Regions from separate parts of the Macaca mulatta genome. Here region 1 is linked to region 2. Evidence: chromatin contacts called from public Hi-C data. All regions are on one chromosome and are shown on one strand. Each heading gives the region's core, a stretch centred on a gene start, on an enhancer-like site or on the middle of the called end of the contact. The rest is flanking DNA. Distances are from core to core; before and after follow the strand shown.

Region 1 (5,348 bases), core at 2,083-4,582, 300 kb before region 2:
GAGGCCAAGGCGGACGGATCACCTGAGGTCAGGAGTTTGAGACCAGCCTGGCCAACATAGTGAAAACTGTCTCTACTAAAAATACAAAAAATAAGCTGGGTGTGGTGGCGTGCACCTGTAATCCCGTAGGAAAATTGCTTGAACCCAGGAGGCGGAGGTTGCAGTGAGCTGAGATGGCACCACTGCACTCCAGCCTGGGAGACAGAGCAAGACTCCATTTCAAAAAAAAAAAAAAAATAAAGACAGGAATGACACTTAGGAATTAGGCTGCCACTAGGTTTCACAGGAACTTTATCAGTTATGGCAGAAAATGTGATAGCCTACCTTACTGCCACAAACTCTTCCTCCTTGCTAACAGAACTCCAATTTTGTTTAGGTAGCAATGCATCCAGCTCCAGAGAACAAATCATAATTTATTTAAGCCAGTTCTGGCCAATAAGATACAAGGATTTCACTAAAAGATTTCGAGAAATACCTTTATTCTTCATATGAGAATCACAGGTGAATACAGCTGTTTTGCCTTCTCCTCTCTCTTCCTGCTTTAGCTTCTGCCATATTTTGATGTGATGTCCAGAGCTGTAGCAGCCATCCTGCAACAATGATGTAACAAGCCTGAAAATGAAAGTAAACAGATTTAGGATGCTGGAGATGGGGGATAGGGATTGAAAGAATCTGAATCTTTCTTTTTTTTTTTTTTTCTTTTTTTTGAGACACAGTCTCGCTCTGTCACCCAGGCTGGAGTGCAATGGTGCGATCTCAGCTTACTGCAAACTCCACCTCCCGGGTAGCTGGGATTACAGGCATGCACCACCATGCCTGGCTAATTTTTGTATTTTTAGTAGAGACAAGGTTTCGCCATGTTGGCCAGGCTAGTCTCGAACTCCTGGCCTCAAGTGATCCACCAGCCTTGGCCTCACAAAGTGCTGGGATTACAGGTGTAGGCCACCACGCCTGGCCTGAACCTGAATCTTTAATGACATCTTTGAACTGCTAAGCCTATCCTGGCATCATTGTTTTTGTTAAATAGCCAATAAATGTCCTTATAGTTTAGGTTTCTTTTAGCTGGGGTTTCAGTTATTTGCATTGAAAGCATATAATTGATATAGTAGGGGTGAGACACAATATATATTTTTTTAAATATCTCTCTGGGACGAGTATAAAGAGATTGTAAGGAGCAAGAATGGAACAGAAGCATGGAAGACTACTGCAGTAGTTCTGAGAAGCAATCATAGTGTTCTGGCCTAGGGAGTACGCAGTAAAGCAGGAGAGAACATAAATTCAAGACGTATTTGGGGGTAAAAACAGCAGGACTTGCTGTTGGTGTGAGACGTAAAGGAGAGGGAGGAACTAAGGCTGAACTCTAGGTTTTGGACTGGATGGTGATGCCATTGATTGACACAGAAAAGACAGAAGTTTGGGGAAGGGAGTGAGATCAAGGGTTTGGATGTGTTAAATTTAAGATGTGTATGAACCATTCAAAAAGAGATGACAAATCAGCGGGTAGACATGAGTCTGGAGCACAGGGGTAAGGTCAGGACTTGGATTTCAATTTGAGAATTATAGATACACAGATGTTATGTAAAGCCACAGAATTCTCCTCACTGGCCAAAATATGAGGAACTCTAAAGTTAGAGGTCAGCTAGAAGGGAAGAAGACTGAGGAGAAGTAGTAAAAGAGGTAGGAGAAAAACCAACAGCATTAGCGTTTATACAGGGCTTACTTTATGCCAGGCATATTCAAAGCACTTGGTGGCTTCATGGAAGCAAAGAGAAAAATGTTTTTCTTTTATTCTTCCCTTTCCAGTCTCTCCTGTTACTTTCACCCCTAAATTCAAAAGGTTTAGGTGCAAAAGTGATTCTCAGCTTTTATTTGTAATTAATTTTATAGTAATCTTGTACTGTTATAATTACTAATGTACATTCATTGGAAAAATTTCAAACAGCACAGTACAGGGAAGCTAAATGTGGAAAGTAAAGGTCCTCAGCAGCTTTTCTTCCTAGGCTCACCCACCCGAGGTAATCATTAACAGTTTCTTGTATATCCTCCAGGAATGTTCTGCACACACCCCCACATGCACGCAAATACCATCTCTCTCTCTTGCCCTCTCTCTGTATACGTACACATATGTTTAATTCTGCAAGTTGCTTTAAAACTCAATACCTTTTGGAGGTATTTATGTATCAGCATATTTAGATACAATTTACTTTTTTAAAAACGGGTAATATCCCATTGTATTAATATTCCGTAATTTAAGTTCCTCTATAGATGGACAATCAGAATACTTTTTTTTTTTCTTGCCACACACACACAAAAATTGCTGCCAAAAATCTTTGTAGATAAATCCTTGGATATTGGCGCAAAAATAATTGTTGCATACTTCCTTAGTGGTGAAATTGCTGAATCAATCCGCTCAAGCCTCTCATATTGTCAAATTACTCCTCCTAAAAGGTTACACTAATGACATTCTTACATCATTTGCTTACGTCTTGGTACACATTTGGTATTAAGCGACTTCATAAGTTTGCCAATCTAAATACATGGAAAAAAATGGCGTCATGTTGTTTTTATTTGGGTCTCTTTATGAGTAGGGCAGCAAGACCTGATTGTTAAACGTGCAAGTTCTGAAGTTAAACTCCCTGGGGCTGGATGCTACCTCTTCCTTGTAAAATGTGTGGTCTCAGGCTTGTTAGGTCTATTGCCTCGTCTCCAAAAAAGGGGATAAAGAGGGCACACATCTTTAGGCTTAAACAAGATACGTAGGAATACAGGAAGCCCTTCTTATACGTTCGCTACTAGCGGTACTGATCCTAATTTTTTTGAAGCCGTGCTCGCTCTGGTACTTTATTTTTGGTGTACTCCTCCAACCAACCAACCACAGAATTCTGTTGTTGCCTGTAATTAGAAATGAGAGGAAAACTGGCTCCGCTTGCTCAAAATTCTCCTCCCTCCGCCCCAACTCTGCCTTAGAATCACTGGTTTAAATGTCAACGTAAAGGAACGAGTTGCAATTTCCAAGGAACATGCAAAGTGGACACCTGGGCTGCGTACCTCCAGGCGGCCAGGACCCGCCGTTTTCGGTATAGGGAACACCAGATAGCAATACCTAACGCTACCTAACAAACATTTCTCCACCCACAGCGCCATTAGCCGTTAAGTTTGCAGTGCCGAAAAGCTCAAAGAGAATGGTGCTTAAAACAGGAATACAATTGTAGATCCACCCCCTACACGCAAAGAGCCCGGGACGCGCCTTCACAGCCCCGCCCCAACCGGAAGTGACGCACCGTGCCGACTATTTCTTCCGCCGTCCGCCGGTGGCGAGGCCCAGGCTATCGCGGGGTGTGCAGCGGCATCGCGGCCAGTAGAGGGATTCTGGGTAACGGCCCTGGCCCCCGGCTGGGCTTCTGGCTCGGCGCAGCAGGTTCCACTCACGCCAAGTCTGTTGGCAGTGGCAGTTGTAGGGCCGGGGGCGGTTGTAGGACCCGGAGCAGCCGGACATGGAGCAACCGTGGCCGCCTCCGGGACCCTGGAGCCTCCCTCGGGCCGAGGGTGAGGCTGAGGAAGAGAGTGACTTGGACGTGTTCCCCAGTTCTCCCCGCTGCCCGCAGCTGCCGGGCGGCGGCGCCCAGGTGAGAGGGGGCCTGCGTTCTGCCGAGGGATGGAGTGGTGCTGTCCCCAAACCCCTGGAATGCCGCGTCTCCCAGACCCTCTTCTAAGCCTTTTTCTGCGCCCACCTCACTGCCGGGGCCCGGGGATCTGATGCCTGATACCATCCCACCCCTTTTATAGCATTTTCGGATGGAGACGGGGTGGCCATGTATTACCAACCTCCACCTCCACGCACACCTTTTCTTTCACCTTGGCTGATTGCTGTTCACCCTTGGAAGACGTTCCTCCATCTCCCCTTCCTGACAGCACCCAGATTTGGGGCGGCTCATGGTGTAACATTGACCCTTTGTCCTCTTGTGAGAGGTTTTCCCGGAGCACTTTATTCTGTTAAAGGCTCTAGCATACTTGTGCACAGTTGATAGGAACAGTGAATGATTGTAGTTCAACGTCACACCGAGTCCTCACAAAGATTTCACATGCGATTTCAACCCATGTTGACAACTGAGTAAATTCTTCAAACCTCGCTTTTGACGCTGGCGTACACCTCTCCCATTCGCGTGACCATCTTTGCCTTACTGTTTAGTTTTGCTTCACGTCATTCTCCAGTGAAAATATATACGCATATACTTGCCTTTTCCTTCAGACTTCTCTTAGGTTCCTGGTATTTACTTGTGTTTTCAATCCAGCTTTCCTGCCTTCCTGCCATTGAAACGTATCCAAATGTGATATACTACTAAGGATTTTTCAGGGACCTATCTTAGGGGATACTTACATACTCGCATCACCTTTTCCTGTTTTTTTTCTCCTCCGAATCCCTGTGTGTTTTGGAAGTATATTTCAGGATCACAGTCTAAACACTAATATATTCAATGGATCATAGGTGTCTGTCGCCTCCTTGCAAAATGGGGTTCCCAAGAGTGTAACAGATTTAATAGTAGTTTTCCTCTCAACTTATTTTGCTAGATGTTAATGAGGATGAGTTAAATTGTTTGCCAGTAAGCGTGAGATTATCAGTCTTATGCCCAGCTAACAGAGTTAGTTGGCTTCACACAGAGAAAAATGCTGTTTCATAACCACTGTCTGTACTTTGGCCAGCTAGTCACTGGGGAACTATAAGACATTTTTTAGGAGGATAGAATGAGAGTTGATGGGTCCATCATTAGTCACCCACTAATTTTGGATCACCAGTGTCATCTTTATATACAAAATGTATTATAAGCATATGATGTGTTAGGGAGGAAAAAAAGAGTGAACAGCAGGTGCCATTGTCAATTTGGAAGGCATATGAAGAGGAAAAAGGGTGTCAAGAATTACAGTGCATTGTGGTTGAATTACAGAAGTAATCTAGAGAAATATCTGTATGTTAATTTCTTACTTGTGCACTTATAAATTTGTTTAACTGAAAGATTTTTAGAAGTGAGTAAGCTTATCTCTCTCATTAAAAGTGATTTCCCTGAGACCGTGTAACTAGTTAGTGGCCAGGTTAAAACTAGAACCCACTTATGACTCCTAGTCCAGTATATTTTCCCACCTACTGCACTGCCCACCCTGTGAAGTACTGTAAAACTTTGTCTGAAACTACCTTTAAATGGTATTAAAATTTGCAAAGTGGGTCGGGTGCAGTGGCTTACGCCTATAATCCCACGCTTTGGGAGGCTGAGGCAGGTGGATCACCTGAAGTCGGGAATTCGAGACCAGCCTGAACAACATGGAGAAACCCCGTCTCCACTAAAAATACAAAA
Region 2 (5,337 bases), core at 795-3,294:
ACTTATAATGGAAATAATACTGTTTCAGAGTTCTAAAACAAGCATTTTTTTCCCCTCACAAAAGATCACATTTCCATTTCTACAGTTCTGATGCTTTTCATTTAACCATGACATTAAGGTCATCTTCAGCTCTCCTTCTTTGTGTGGGTCTGTGTTCTAGCTTTTACCCCAGTAACAGTTTTTGTTTGCAGGAAAATAAAAAGAACTCTTTTGGTAGTCTTTGTTTGTAATTGCAGCCTTGATATTCTAAGCCACTGAGTCACAATTAATAATTAGAAATTCTAATTAACTTTGCCCATATATTGCCTATGAAGCAGTTGCCGTAGGAATGCAATTTTCCTGTAAATCCCTCCCTCTTACACAGCTCTAGTTCATTATTTACTTTAAAAGAGTCAGGGTGAATTCAAGTCATTTCCTATGCTGCTATCATTTGCTTAAAGACCTTTTGCAATGGGTCTTATGTAAGAAGAAATGCAGGAGTTGCTTTGGTGAGGTTTAAAGAAACCAGTAAGTACAAGACAGACCTGAATAGCAGCATCACTTGTGTATGGGGAAACAGGAGCTATGAATGCGTCACTTCATTTAGGTTGACAGAAAGAGGGCTAATACTTGAAAAAAGCCCTACACGATCTGTTGCCAGGCTACTTCTTTGGCCTCACTTCTTACCACTGCCCCCTCCTTCAGTGTCCTCCAGCCACAGTGATCTCTTTCCTGATCCTTGAACCTGCCAAACACATTCCCTTCTCAAGGTCTTTGCTTTCAGGAGTCCCTCTGCCTGAAATTGTTTTCCCAGATAGTCATGGGACTGGTTCATTCTCATCCTTTAGATCTCTGCTCAAATGTCATTTATTCTAGGAAATCATTCCTGGCCACCATGAAACAGCACAGCCCCGCTTCACTTTCTACTCCTTTTCTTTGTTATTATGTATATGGCAGCAGAAAATTACGCATTTTCTTAGTGGCAATTACACACACCCCGCACATTATGCATTTAAAGCGTTGTTTGTTATTTTGTCGCTTCCATCAGAATACAATCCAGTAGGGCAAGGAGTGTGTGGGGTAGTGTTCACTTAGTATCTTTGGGGACTTACAGCCTGGCACCTAGTAGACACTCGGTAAATATCTGAATAAATGAATAAGGTCCTTTGGCAGCCGGGAAGCCCGTCACAGCCATTGTCTCCACCCTCTCCTGGGCTACACCAGGCTACGCCGGTAAAGTTATTTCTCCTCTAGCAGAAACATTCGCTAGGCCTTGTCGCCAACCCGCAGACAGCTGGGCACTTCATCCCACCTTCACCCCTTTCCAGCCAGGTGCCTGATCGGAGTCAGGCGCTGGAGGTCGCATTGCCACGAAACAGCGCGTGTAAGCTTGTTGTCCCCGGCCCCCGGCGCCACTTCCCCTCCGCCTAGCAGCCTGGACTGGGGAAGTACAGGTCTGCTGTACCCGGGAAGTGGAAGGAAAAGCAGAAAGCGGACAAGTGTGCGGGAGGGGAGTCTCCGTGCGGAGGCAGCCCGGCCTCCTCCGGTGCGGGCTGTGTTCTGGAGGGGCGGGCGCCAGTCAGGCTGACTCACTCCCGGCCGCTTCCCTGGCGGGCGGCGGCCACACACACACACCCGCCCATCTAGCGAAGCCCGGGCCCAGCGCTGGCACCTAGCTCCAGCCAGGCACCAGTGTTTTGCGAGGCGGCGCCGCCGCCCTAACTTCGTTGCGCGCTCACGCCCAGGGGCAGTCCCAGGAATCTCCACGCGCGCCCGCCGGCTTCCCGAGAAGCCGCCGCCCTGCGTGGCCCGCGCCCGCAGGTCCCGCGGCCAGCACCGAGGGGCGCACGCGCACTGCGGAACACGCGTCCGGCTCTCCCCCAGCGTCTATCCGGCCCAGTCTCCTGCCAGTCGGGGAGACTGCAGGCCAACCTGGAGGCTGAGTTCGAAGCTAATAGGGCGACCAAGTCAGTGTCGCCCGCGGCGTTGAGAAGACGGTGTGGCCCAGGAGAGGGTGGAGACAACTGTGACGGGCTTCCCGGCTGCCCGAAGTGGGAGTGGTGTGGGGCTGCAAGAAGGAGAGAGGAAGAGGAGCAGAAGAGGGCACCAGCGGACGCCTCTAACGGCCTCCCTCGGCGCTGACAGGCTGGGCCGGCTCTCGGCTCGCTCGGGTGTTCTCGTCGTCACTTCGGCCTCTCGGCCACTCGGGCCCCTCGGCCCGGGCTTGCGGCGCGCGTCGGGGCTGAGGGCTGCCGCGGCTCAGGGAGAGGCCTGGTCCTCGCCGCGGAGGGATGTGAGTGGGAGCTGAGCCCACCCTGGAGGGCCCCCGAGGGCTCAGCCTGGAGGTCGCTCAGAGCCGTGCCCGCCTCGGGGCTTCGCAGACCTTGGCCCGCCGGGTAGGAGCCGCCCCTGCGGGCTCAAGGGCGCACTCTGGTCGCCCCATCTGTGTAACCGGTGGGTGTTATCTCTGCCTGGCTTCTGGGTGGGGGGCAGCAGTTGTCTCTCCACCCCCTTCTTACCTTCTGATCCCGCCTCCCCCCTGCTAGTGGCAGCAAACTTCTGAGCCAGAAAAATCTTCCTCTTTAAGACGACACCTAGAACGAGTCTTGCTAGTGATATTTGCTTCCATTTGTGTCTTATAATTCCCGCACCCCCCACCTCCTTATTCCTTTTTAAAATTTTCTAGACACTTAAACAGCCTAGAGAAAGCATCTGTTTCTCCTGGACTTATGTGGTAGTAGTAACTGCTGCTTTTTTGTTTTTTTTTTTAGGTTTCAGAAGAAGGCAACAGGAACAAGATGTGAGCTGTTTCTCTTCTGCAGAAAAAGAGGTTCTTCCTCCTCCTCCCGCGACGGTGGGTGTGCTGTCTTCTATCGCTGCAGTAAAGGCGAAGAAGGTGTCGCGAGCTGGGAGTGCGTGCGTAGGAAGGCTGGAAGCGTGTGAAGACAGGCAGGGCTCATTTTTGCTTACTCTGAAAATGTCAGTGCTAAACTTTTAATGTTGATATGCGAGAGTAATTTTGGGGTGTTTTGTTCGTCTTGGATCCTTTAAGAAACATTTTTTTTGTTGGCTTTACACATAACGTGACTTTGCAGAGAAATGTAAAACGTTGTCCATTACCCTTTCTTCTTAGACAGCCAGAGGTTCTTAATCCTTCAAAGAGGAATATTTCCAACCAATAAGAGATAGCTTTTGTGAGAACACGTTAGCTATTCTTGCTGGGGTTTCTGCTACCACACTGAATGCTTCGTGATGGTTTTATCTGCCTAAGCTTGTTGTGTCGGTTGAATTTACCCAGTTTGTTTTCCGGTAAATACTAATCTGTCAGGAGAAACTCCATTTCTCTGAATGAAAGGATAGTAGCGGCTTAGTATGGAGAAGGAAACTAGAAGTGGGAATAAGGGAGATGATTACTCTTGGTTTCATAATAAGTTTTTACAGTGAGTTGGGCTACTGCAAATAAATATTTTGTATCCCTTCTCCAGAATGCTTGGGACCAGAAGTGTTTTGGATTTTTTTTTTTTTTAATTTTGGAATGTTTGCATATACAAAATGAGCTATGTCAAGGATGGGACCCAACTGTAAATACGAAATTCATGTTTCATATACACCTTATTCACACAGCCACTAAGTCATTTGCAATATTTTTACATCTGTGCATGAAACAAAGTTTGTATTAAGTACTTATGCAGGGAATTTTCCCCTTGTGGCATCATGTTGGTGCTCAAAATGTTTCAGATTTTGGAGCTTTTCAGATTAGGGATGTTCAACCTGTATTTTGATATAACACCCAGAACATTTGAAGATGAATAATCAATTTTTGGCCTCCCTTCCCCCATCCGCCTCACCGCATACCACTTTAAGTGTGAGAATTATTTGCTTGTACATGCATTTGTCTGTTGGTGTGTAATGTATGTACAGATTGGATGTATCCGGCACTTGCCTTAATAGTACATATATTTACCTGAATAGGAAAACTGCAGTACTTGCTGGCTAGAAGAGCACACCATGCTTGTTTTTGTTCTGACTGAATATCCTGTATTTGCAATTTATAGCATGTTTTAGGGACTCATTAGGGTTTTTTGTGTGTGTGTGCCTTTGGTGATTTGAGACAGGTGTCTCAGATACGGGAAAAGAATATGACATTGTTTCTTTGCTTCACCTGGCTATTGCTGAAAGGTGGGATGCTTTTGAGGCAGAATAGAAAAGTGCATTGGCTTTGGAGTGAGATCTGGATTTGAATCCTGGTGTTCTTGCCACTTAAGAGTTGTATTATTTGCGGCCGGGCATGGTGGCTCACGCCTGTAATCCCAGCACTTTGGGAGGCTGAGGAAGGAGGATCACTTGAGGTCGGGAGCTCGAGACCAGCCTGGCCAACATGGTGAAAGCCCATCTCTACTAAAAATACAAAAATTAGCCAGGCGTGATGGTGCACACCTGTAATCCCAGCTGCTCGGGGGGCTGAGACAGGAGAATTGCTTGAACCTGAGAGTTGGTGGTTGCAGTGAGCCGAGATGGCACCACTGCACTCCAGCCTGGGCAACAGAGTGAGACTCTGTCTAAAAGAAAAAGAAAGAAAGAAAAAAAGAGTTGTATTACTCTTTTAGCTGCACTTTCTTATCAGATTGTTGTGAGAACTGGGTAAGACACATGCCAAGTGGTAAATTGCTTGGCTCTCATAAAAGTCTTGGCTACTATCGTGGCTGGGAGGCAAAGGAGATTCAGAGAAGGCCAGAATGACTGCATAAGGTGATCTGCCAGTAACTAGTGTTTCTTGTTTCTTCCTTTCTAGTATAAAGAGATAAAGGACTTTAAGGTCTTAAGCTGGTGAGGGGGTATTGTAGCCTTTGTATGGAAAGGTTTGACTTTTGTCTCTGCTTAAACCCCCATTGTGTTGCCCCTAGCAATTATTGTGCTGCCCCCTTGTGGTTAACTGTGCTAAGAACTTTCTTTTGCTCCTCCCCCATTACATTTCTCACCCTTCCCCACTCCCTTTTAGACCCCTCCTCTTAGCTACCAGTTTCCCAAACTGTGTGCCAAGGTGCCCAGAGCGCCTTAGGCTTGAACTTTTGTTTTGAGGTAGTTCATGGTTTCAACATTAGCTACCTACATCCGTTTCCACAGTGTCATGTCTTTGTAAAGATGTATTTTCAGAGGTTGCTCTGATAAAAAGCAACTAGTACATGAAAATGAATGTAGAACAGGAAATGACTGTGTGGTATTGTCCAATTTGATTCTAAGGTTTGATAAGTTCTACAGTGCTCAAGAGACACTAAGTTGTAAGGACATAACTACTAAGTAAGTTGTTCGAACCTATTTCTTTTGGCCTAGAGGTGTCATGAAAAATTTGCTAAGACT

Evidence for each region. A called contact is a pair of places that touch in the nucleus more often than the background predicts.
Region 1: a Hi-C map of fetal cortex germinal zone shows a contact between it and region 2, with 2.8 times the contacts expected there. The contact joins the promoter of CDC37L1 here to the promoter of JAK2 in region 2. A contact is called at or near these places in 3 of 14 Hi-C or Micro-C datasets (CD4 T cells, fetal cortex germinal zone and liver).

Annotation. Positions count from the first base shown.
Region 1 is chr15:94,735,633-94,740,980 of T2T-MMU8v2.0, reverse strand. CDC37L1 (cell division cycle 37 like 1, HSP90 cochaperone) reads left to right here and starts at 3,332. Exons shown (of 7, transcript NM_001257827.1): 1 at 3,332-3,626. The coding sequence starts at 3,495. LOC144334706 (a long non-coding RNA gene) reads right to left here and starts at 3,251. Exons shown (of 2, transcript XR_013404856.1): 1 at 3,049-3,251; 2 at 463-612.
Region 2 is chr15:94,435,511-94,440,847 of T2T-MMU8v2.0, reverse strand. It overlaps JAK2 (Janus kinase 2), which reads left to right and starts at 2,044. Exons shown (of 25, transcript NM_001265901.2): 1 at 2,044-2,433; 2 at 2,751-2,833.